2 separate regions of the Rattus norvegicus genome follow, and region 1 is linked to region 2. The links are chromatin contacts, called in public Hi-C maps. All regions are on one chromosome and are shown on one strand. Each heading gives the region's core, a stretch centred on a gene start, on an enhancer-like site or on the middle of the called end of the contact. The rest is flanking DNA. Distances are from core to core; before and after follow the strand shown.

Evidence for each region. Hi-C and Micro-C count contacts between places; a contact is called where the count stands out from the background.
Region 1: a Hi-C map of liver shows a contact between it and region 2, with 3 times the contacts expected there. The contact joins the enhancer-like site here to the promoter of Ccdc9 in region 2. A contact is called at or near these places in 12 of 12 Hi-C or Micro-C datasets (the A7r5 cell line, the Rat2 cell line, Schwann cells and 7 more) and 1 of 1 datasets of contacts at active chromatin or transcription factors (oligodendrocytes).

Annotation. Positions count from the first base shown.
Region 1 is chr1:86,152,621-86,158,032 of GRCr8, forward strand. No RefSeq gene overlaps it. Among named protein-coding and RNA genes, the nearest start is that of Bbc3, 13 kb to the left of the region's middle. Within about 2 kb of position 1,736, at least 6 of the 93 cell types and tissues checked have an H3K27ac peak or open chromatin away from gene starts, as enhancers often do. A contact at or near this core is called in hepatocytes, kidney and liver, where this site is marked.
Region 2 is chr1:86,117,808-86,122,908 of GRCr8, forward strand. It overlaps Ccdc9 (coiled-coil domain containing 9), which reads right to left and starts at 1,979. Exons shown (of 14, transcript NM_001401581.1): 1 at 1,899-1,979.

The sequences.
Region 1 (5,412 bases), core at 486-2,985, 35 kb after region 2:
GTCAGTGCTCTTAATCACTGAGCTACCTCTTCAGCCCTCTCCTCCTTTTTTTTTTTTTTTGGTTCTTTTTTTCGGAGCTGGGTACCGAACCCAGGGCCTTGCGCTTCCTAGGTAAGCGCTCTACCACTGAGCTAAATCCCCAGCCCCCCTCTCCTCCTTTTTTTTTTTTAAGATTCATTTTTGTGGGCTGGAGAGATGGCTCAGCGGTTAAGAGCACTGACTGCTCTTCCAGAGGTCCTGAGTTCAATTCCCAGCAACCACATGGTGGCTCACAACCATCTGTAATGGGATCTGATGCCCTCTTCCCCTCTTCTGGTGTGTCTGAAGACAGCTACAGTGTACTTATATAGAATAAATAAATACAACTTTTTTTTTAAAGAAAGGAAAAGAAAGAAAGAAAGATAAAAGGAGAAGCAATTTGAAGGTGGAAGGCATATTCTGGCTCATGGTTGGAGGGGACCGTCCACCAGGGCAGTAAAACCTGGCGGCAGGAACCTGAAGCAGTTGGTCACATTATACCCACACTCGGGAAGCAGAGACAGGGGATCACTCTTGTTCATGCTCTTTCTCCCTTTTTTGTCTGGAATCCTGGCCCATGGAATGGTGCTGCCCAAACTTACAACAGGTTAGTCTTCTCCCTCAATGAACTCGATCTAGAGACTCAGAAGTTTGTCTCCGAGAGACTGTGAGGACCCTCCTGTCAAGATGAGACTCACTGCTAATTATCACACAGTGTCTCAGAGAGAATCATTTCTCAGCCAGGAGACCACCAGAAAAGCTGAGGCCAGGCTGGGCTATACACAGTGAGATGCTGTTTCCAAACAATGGCCACCATAACTTCACAGTCCGCCTTCATCCCATTCCCTCTCTCCTCAGCCTCACTGTATCTTCTACTGGCATCAAATCCCTTTGTCTCACATGGCCTACTGCACTGTCTCAAAGGATATTTTCTTTTTCTTTTTTTCCTTTTTTGTTTTGTTTTGTTTTGTTTTGTTAAGACAGGGTTTCTCTGTGTAGCCCTGGCTGTCTTGCAGCACTCCGTAGACCAGGCTGGCCTTGAACTCACAAAGGTTCACCTGCCTCTGCCTCCCGAGTGCTGGGGTTAAAGATGTGAACCACTGCAGCCTGGCTTATAGCTTATTCCTAATTTTTTTTTAAATAGAAAATATAAGTAGTTTTAGCTAGAGCTGGTGTGATCGATGGCAAAATCTTTTTTTTTTTTCTGTCTTCCACTGCTCATTTACGTTTTGCTTCGTGCATGGGTGACTGTGCAGGTATGCAGGCTCTCTTGAGGACTACCTTCCTGCTTTGAGACCGGATTTCCACCAGGCTACCCCTCCCCACCCCCACCATGGAGCTCTGGGGATCTGCCCTTGGCTTCAACCCTCAATGCTAGGGTTACAGGCACAAGCAGCCACACCCAGCCTTTCACGTGGGATCCAAGGATTCAAACTCAGGCTTGAGTTTTCCCCATGGGGCCAACTCCCCGTCCTATTGTCCTATTTATGTTTTATGGGGCTGGGGCTAGAACCCGAGGCAAGTGCTAAGTCACTAAGCTCCACCCCAACTCTCCCTTCAGCATCTTAAGTAGTTCTGCAGACTCGTGCCCTCCTTTTCTTTCGAGACAAGTTTCTCTTGTCGTTGAACTCCCAGCTTCCTGCTTCACCTCCTAGTATTGGCAACTGATCCAGGGCGTCAAGCACGCCCGCCTCATGCCAGCCTCTCAGCTCGCCTTTGGAGGGTAAAGTCCATCCCAGTGGCTGGGGCAGCCCTGGACGTTTGATTGGGTGTCTGGCTTGCTCACAGGCTCGCTCACACCTCTAGCAGCACATGCACGTGCACACTACACACATAGGAGCATGTGTGCACACACACCTGTACACTCATGCACACACACACCAATTTGGGACAGGATTTCCCTCTGGAGCCTAGACCGGCCTCTGACTCATTATGTCCACACTAACCTCCAGTCTTCCACATTCATTTTCTCTTCTTTCCTTTCCCTTCCTTTCTTCCTTTTTTTTTAAAAAAAGGTTTACTTTATGCATGTGAGTACACTGTAGCTGTCTTCAGACACACCAGAACATAGCTTCAGATCCCATTACAGATGGTTGTGAGCCACCATGTGGTTGCTGGGATTTGAACTCAGGACCTCTGGAAGAGCAGTCAGTGCTCTTAACCACTGAGCCATCTCTCCAGCCCCAGAGACAAGCTTTCTTGATACAGCCCTGAACTCATTCTGTAGACCAGGCTGGCCATGGATTTAGAGATTCACCTGCCTCTGCCTTCTGAGTGCTGGAATTAAGTGTGCTCCATCACCCTCAGTCCTCCATTTTCTGCCTCAGTCTGAGTACTAGGTTCACAGGTTTGAGCCAACACATTTACCTCTTGGTTGGTTCTACAATTTGAATATTTTGTGGGTAGGAAAGATGGCTCAGGCAGTAAAGTCCTGGCTATATAGCATGAGGCCTTGTGTAACATAGTTCAGACCTCTAGACAGTTGCTCACAAGATGTTATGAAGTCTTGTGCATACTGTTAGTGTGTATGCATGATTCATGTATATAATTTGTGTGTATATGTGCATGTCTGTGTGCATGTATGCATGTGTCTATCTGTATGTTCATGTGTGTCTGCACATGTTTATGTGTGTATATATGTATGTGTATGTATGTCTTTGTGCTTGTATGTGTGTATATGTATGTCTTTGTGTGTGTGTGTGTGTGTGTGTGCCAGAGAACAACTTGTGGGATTCAGGTTTTGTATTCTATCACGTGGGTCCTAGGGAGCAAACTCTAGTCATCAAGCTTGGCTGTACGCTCCTGTACCAGTGGAATCATCCTGCTCAACCTTTTCATACCTTCTGGGGGCTGTATTCTGTGTTTTCAACTCGATGACTCTCACCTCTATTATTTTAGGTCTATCGAGATTTTCCAGCCCTAGAATATTCATTTGGTTTTTTTATACCATGTGTTGCTGATTCCAGGTATGCCAGGAACCTGTTCGTGTGACTATAGTTTTTAAGTTTGTGTACCCTGGGCTTACATTCAACTTGCTATTTAGTGGAGATCTGCCTGTCTCTGCCCCTGCCTGGTCTACTTTTCCTTGGTTAAGGATTTGTTTTTATTCTGTATGTATGTGATTGCCCACATATGTGTGTATACCATATGTATGCGTGGGCTCTGTAGAGGATAGAGGAGGGTATCGGAAAGATCCCTTTGAGTTACGACTGGTTGTGAGCCACTGCGTGGGTACTGGGGGACCTGAACCAAGTCCTCAGTGAGGTGGTACTCAGAACCACCAAGCTGACTCTCCCGCCTCCACATTTCCTTCTTTTCACAGACCCAAACACTGGGAGTAGAACATTTCCCCCTTGCATCAAAGACGCAGGGGTACTTACAGCCAGGAGCTATGCTGTGCAAACCCAAGAGGCTCCTAGAAAAATAAACCCAGGAGAAAAGGAAGCAGCTGCAGCCACTGTGGCCACTGTCCAAGGAATGCAGGAACTACGTGGCCCTACACCTTCCCAGGAAGAGGTTCAGCACCTCTGCTCTGCACATGTCTCCAATCCACCATGGCTGCTTTGGAGAAAGAAGGACTTTTGTCTACAAGTTTATTTCCTTCTTAAAACCTATCACAGTGTGTAGGGGGTAGGGGGTGGTGTCAGGTGGTGGTGGTGCATGCCTTTAATTCCAGCACTCAGGAGACAGAGGGGAAGGCAGATCTCTTGAATTCAAGACTAGCCTGGCCTACAGATTGAATCTCGGGAAAGTCAGGGCTACACAGAGAAACGCTGTCTCAAAAAACATAAAACAAAACAGACAAAATATCACTGTAGCTGGAGTGATGGCAGTTAAGAGTACTTGATGCTCTGGTTTGGATTCCAGCACTCACACGGTGGCTCACAAAGATATATAACTCCAAGGTCCAGAGGAACCAATGCCCCGTCCTGGCTTCTGGGGCACCAGGCAAGAATGTGGTGCATATAAACACATACATGCAGGTGTTAACAACTATACACATAAAATTAAAAAGTAAATTCACTTAAGTGGGACCAGTGAGATGGCTCGGTGGGTACAGGTGATCCCTGGAACCCTCTGAGTCCTCTGACCCCCACGAGCACTCCTTGGTGTCTGGCATAGGTACCCAACCCATCAGGTTTGACAGCACATAACTTTGGCTGTTGGGTCATTTTGTTGTCCCTATAACATATATATACATATATGTTTCTCTGTGTAACAGTTGTCTGAGAACTCACTCTGTAGACCAGGCTGGCCTCAAACTCAGACCCGCTCGCCTCTGCCTCCTGAGTGCTGGAATTAGAGGAGTGCGCCCACACCAACGGACTTTTTAACATATTATTCTTAAACACAAGCTGTGTAAAGGAGGTGCCCACGGTGGTCATACATCTGCATAGCTGAGTCTGGGCGGAACTTGGCCATCTGGAAAGCTTCTCTCTCAAGACTTAGGAGGGTGACCTCGGGCGGGGAAAGTGATATAGCCAACACATCCAAAAAGCATCTCGTGTTTCTCTCCAAAATCCTGAGTTCAGCCATGGGGGCAGCTGCTAGGATTATGAGTCTAACGGGCTGCCGGGCTGCCTGGTGCACTGAGGTTTTTTTCCTTGTTTATTCTTTGAGATGAATTCTCACTGTTTAGCTCATGCTGAGTATGAACTCGTGATCCTCCTGTCCCAGGAACAGCTGAGAATATAGGTATATACTGCCACCACACTGAGCTTAACAGAGAAAGAAGCCTTTGAAGAGAGCAGAGAGAGGTTGTACAGACAGTAAACTGCTTGGGCAAGCAGATCTCGCTCTGAGTTAACTCCCAGAACCGACAAGGTGGAACATTCTTGACCCACCCTTGCTACTAGGTATGGCCCAGATGAAGGTGGTCTTCCCATGTCAAATGAATTTAAAAGAACCCTCACAGACGTAACCCAGTTGCTTGGGTTTCAGTTAATTCCAGATGCGGTCAAGTTGACAACTGAGAATGGCCATGAAAAGTCTACCCCTTGTCAACTTGATGCGCAGCTATCTTATGTTTAATTTCCAATGCAAACAATAACCAGTCAGGCTATAATCATGTCAGCCTAACCTGATGTAAGTATCCCGAAAGCAGCCACAGACGAATTGTAAATGTTAGGGGTCTGGGGTCTGACTGTAGCACTGACTGTCCTGGAACTCTCACTATGTAGAGCCAGTTGACCTCGACCTCAGACAAGCACCTGCCTCTGCTCCAGAGGAGGATTTAATACGGATCACCATGCTCAGAAGCAGGATCTTTGTTTTCTGACACGGCGGGAGAACCATGGTATGTCCACCTACACACTTAACACCTATACTCAGGAAAGTGCACCGTCTAGAAGTAGGTAAGGCTGGCATAGAGATGGGTTATTGCTTTGTCTTTTG
Region 2 (5,101 bases), core at 729-3,228:
TCAACAGTATTCTGAAAAGGTATCTCCTCTCCTTTTTGAGGGTTCCAAAAACACAGACTTACAGAAAAATGCACTTGCACTTCAGCAAGGGAATTCTCAAGTACTGGCCTCGCCTCTCTCCTAAAGAAATACAAACCCTGCCCTTCAATTTTAGATCCACCCATGCAATTAGTCAGACCCACCTTGGGAAAATTCTGACCCCACCCCTGTAACTAATACTCATTCCTCCCAAGATGTCAGTCCAGACTCATTTCCTATAATAATTTTAGCCAGGATCTGGATCTCAGGTCAGCTACAACCTTTCCTTCCAACCCGCACAAGTAATGTCTAGAGGGCCAGAGGAATAGCTCCTGGAGTAAAGGGGCTTGGTGCCAACCCTAAAAACCTGAGTTCATTCCCCAGAACCCACGAAGTAGAAGAGAACTGACTTCCACCAGTTGTCCTCTGACCTCCGTGTGATTACACATCCATGCACAAAATAAATAAAGCAGAATGAAAAACAGTTCTAACTCTGAGACAACTTTAGTCTGTAGCTCCCCTAAGCCCAGCCCCACCAGCTGAAAAGGCACTCATCCTACCAAGGCGGAAAAGATTCAGCAAGCAGGCCCAGGATCCACTGCAGGGGCCTTCCTGGAACGGACTTGACCTTCATAGTGATACTCAAGGCAGAAGACAGAACTTCTACAGAGGCTTACAAGAGAAAACTGCCAGCTGCAACCACACCCGACCTCCAAAAACCTCCGTGGTCCCACCCCTAACTAGGGTGAAACTTCAGGCCCCTCCTTTCCGGCCAGATTCTGGCCCCGCCCCTGCCTCTGAGTTCCCTACTTCCTTGCCTGTGTTCTGCTGCACTCCCAGGTCAGTAAAAACTTTCTAGCTCCATTCCCGCCATTTGCCATTCTCCACCAGCACCCTAGCCCCACTCGCGAAATCCCTGAAATCTTAGCTCCACTTCCATCCAGTCTCAGCCAGCCCCTGGACCCTCCACTAGCTTCTGGGCAATCATCAGGACCCACCACCAGAACCAAGAAACTTTCCTGCCTCGCCCAAGGGATCTCTGCCCCAAACTCTAGCCCCATTAAACACTAAAACCACGTCATAGTGAAATAATCATTGCCCAAAACACTGAGAACAATATTCTGGCTACACCCCCAGCATCTTGGCCAAACTAGCCTAACGCCTCAGTTCAATCCTCACCTCTTCACTTAAAGCCCTGCCTCTTTCCCCACTCCCCTCGAAGCTTTGGCCCCGCCCCGAGCAGGCCAATCTCTTAGCTCCGCCCCTGGCCCTCATAACCACGCCCCCGTAGCACCCCCTACCGCCAAGACGAACTTGTAAGGCCCCAAGCAATACTCTAGCCCCGCCCTCAGTTCACTCCGCCCACCGACCTTTACCCCGCCCCGCGCCGTTTTGACCACTCCCCCAATTCGCCCGCCTACCGCCCAAACCCCACCCCTTACACGCCCAACACTTTAGCCCCGCCCCAAGTTTTTATCGTGCCAACGCCCAGACTCCGCCTCTTACCCCCACCCTACACTATTTGGTCCCGCCCCCAGCGTCTCCGCCCAACGTCCCGAGCCTGCCCCCTAATCCTCTAGGCAAAACTCTGGCCCCACCCCCAGCCCAGACACAGCTTTGCAAGGCCCGCCCCGCTAAGTCAACCACCCAGGCTTGGGGCCCGCCCGCACCCGCTCGTCTGGCCCTGCCCACACGTTCACGGCCCAACCTCAGCACCCCTCAAGCGACCCATGTGGGCGTCGCGTCCCCGCCCCCCGCAGAGTACCCTGACCCCGCCCCCGCCGGCAGCTCGTCTCTATCCGCGCGCGTTCACGCTCCCTCACGTGGGCGAACAGGCCCCGCCCTCTCCGGGCGCGCACCCGGCCCCCTCCCCCGGTCACCTGTCCCGGAGACCCCGCGGTGTCTGCGACTCCGGCTCCGTCCGCCTTCGCGTCCGCAGCTCCCGGGCCTCACGCGTCACTTCCGGGCCACACCACGTGAAGAGAGGAAATAAGTGGGGCACTTCCGGTCTTGACATCCCATTTCCGGGTGCCTTAAAGGGTCCGCACCCCCTCAGGCTCTGCAGAAGGTGGCAGAAGCGTGTTTGTTCTGTCTGGTCTCAGGGGATGGACATGTAGCACTAAATCTCTGGGTTCCTTTTTTGGTTTAGACTTTTATCACCCGGAGCCACTGGTTCCCGATTTTACTAGGTAAAAATTAGACATTATACAGGGACCCCTGAAAACCTAAATTGGTTTCATTACCTCTTCTTGCTAATGAAACCTTAGTTATAGAAACTAACCAATTCATAAAAATATAAAGTTTTGGGGCTGGAGAGATGGCTCAGTGGTTAAGAGCACTGCTCTTCCAGAGGTCCTGAGTTCAAATTCCAGCAACCACATAGTGGCTCACAATCATCTGTAATAAGATCTGATGCCTTCTTCTGGTGTGTCTGAAGACAATTACAGTGTACTTATATATAATAGATAAATAAATCTTATATATATACATATATATAATTTTTTAAAATCAACTATATAAAGCTGGGCAGTCCCAGCTTTATATCAACTATATAAAGTCCTGGTAGATGCCTCTAATTTCAGCACTTGGGAGACTGAGACAGAAAGATTACCTCGGGGTCAAAAACAGCAGGATAGATGATAGATAGATAGATAGATAGATAGATAGATAGATAGATAGATAGATAGACAGACAGACAGACAACCAGGGCTACATAGATCCTCTCTCAAAGGAGAAATAAAAGCAGGGTGACGTGGCTGAGAAAGTAAAGGCACTTGGCCAATTATGATGACCTCTGTTTGAACCCTGGACTTTGAGATGCACACCCTCTTTTACCTGTTGAGCAACGTACTGGCACTTGAATTATTCTTTTTTTTAAATATCTGTACTGGCTCAGTTTGTTGTCAACCTAACACAAGTTAGAGTCATCAGAGAAGACAAAGCATCTGTTAAGAAAATGCCTCCACGAGATCCAGCTGTAGCATTTTCTCAATTACTGATTGATGGGGGAGGACCTAGCCCATTGTGGGTGGTGCCATCTCCGGACTGATAGTCCTGGGTTCTATAAGAAAGCAGGCAGAGATGGCTGTGGGGAAGAAATCAGTAAGCACCACCCTTTCATGGCCTCTGCGTCAGCTCCTGCCTCCAGGTTCCTGCCCTGATTGAGTTCCTATCCTGACTTCCTCCAATGATAGATTGTGATATGAAAACAGAAATCAAATAAACCCTTTCCTCCCAACTTGCTTTTTGGTCATGATGTTTCATCTCAGCACTAAAATGTTGACTAAGACAATATCTCAGTTGTCCCCAAACTCCTGATCCTCCTGCTTCAGCCTCTTCAGTATGAAGGTAGGATTATAGGTCTGAGCATTTCTTCCCACAAAAATTGACCACCTTAAGCTGCTGTGAGATAGCCCATCTGACAAATGGCCACAATTTGTCCAACCCATCTCACTGAAATTCAACAGGGATAGTTCTACCTCTGTGTGTGTGTGTGTGGTGTAGACGAAGCAAGCTTGTGAACAAGTTCTGTCACTTAGCTACATCCTCAGCCCAATTTTGTTGTTATTTCTTTTAAATTGAAATATATACCGGTCCTAGGCAGTGGTGGTGAACACCTTTAATCCCAGCACTAGGGAGGTTGACTGTGAGTTCAAGGTCAGCATGGTCTACATAGTGAGTTTCAGGACAGCCAGAGCTACATAGTAAGACCCTATCTCACAAAATTAAAATTAAAAGTTTTATATATATACATATCTGTGTGTGTGTGTGTGTGTGTGTGTGTGTGTGTGTTTACTTTTTTTTTTTCCGGAGCTGGGGACCGAACCCAGGGCCTTGCGCTCGCTAGGCAAGCGCTCTACCGCTGAGCTAAATCCCCAACCTCGTGTGTGTGTGTGTGTGTGTGTGTGTGTGTGTGTGTGTGTGTGTGTTTGACATGTGTATTGTATATATATATATATGTGTGTGTGTGTGTATATGCATGATATATATGTGTGTATATATGAATATATATATGATGCTTGTGGGTGTTTTACCTGCATGTATTTCTGCGCACCATTTGAGAGCCATCATGTGGTTGCTGGGAACTGAAATTGGTTCCTCTGTAAAAGTACTAAACATGGGGCTGGAGAGATGGCTCAGTGGTTAAGAGCACTGACTGCTCTTCCACAGGTCCTGAATTCAATTCCCAGCAACCAAACAGTGGCTCACAACCACCTGTAATGGGATATGATACCCTCTTCTTGTGTGTCTGAAGAGAGTGACAGTGTATTTATATAAATAGATAAATAAATACTCTTTTTTTTAAGTACTAAACATTCTTTTTTCTTTCTTTCTTTCTTTTTTCGGAGCTGGGGACCGAACCCAGGGCCTTGTGCTTGCTAGGCAAGTGCTCTACCGCTGAGCTAAATCCCCAACCCCAGTACTAAACATTCTTAACTACTGAGCCAATCTGCACATTTTAGTTTTTTGCGATAGATTTTTCCTCTGTGTCTAAGCTGTCTTCAACCTCCAGAGGATTCTCCTGCCTGTCTCCTGAATGCCTGAATTACAGATACGAACTATTCTGTAGCAGCCCATGCCTGCTTTCTCATTGTTTTAATTTGGGGGAGGAAAGGAAGCACACAAGCTGTGGCACATGTGTAGACCAGAGAAAAACCTACAGAAGTTAGTTCTCTCCTACCATGTGAGATCCAGAAATAAACTCAAGCATAAAGACTAGGCAGGAGGCTCCTGGACCTGCCTAGCCAGAGCCACCTTGCCTGCCTATTTTGTTTTGTTTTGTTTTGTTTTGGGGGGGTTGTTTTTTGAGGTAAAGTCTCACAGTGTAGCTCTGACTGGCCTGGAACTCTCTGTTGTAGACCAGGGTTTCTCAAAGGCATAGAGATCCATCTGCCTTGGATGGATAACAGGGAAGGACCATCATGCCCAGGCTAAGGATTTGTTTCATTTTTTTTTATTTTAGTTGAAACATAACTGTGCACATGCTGTAATTTTTTTTCTTTTCTTTTTTTCGGAACTGGGGACTGAACCCAGGGCCTTGCTCTTGCTAGGCAAGCACTCTACCACTGAGCTAAATCCCCAA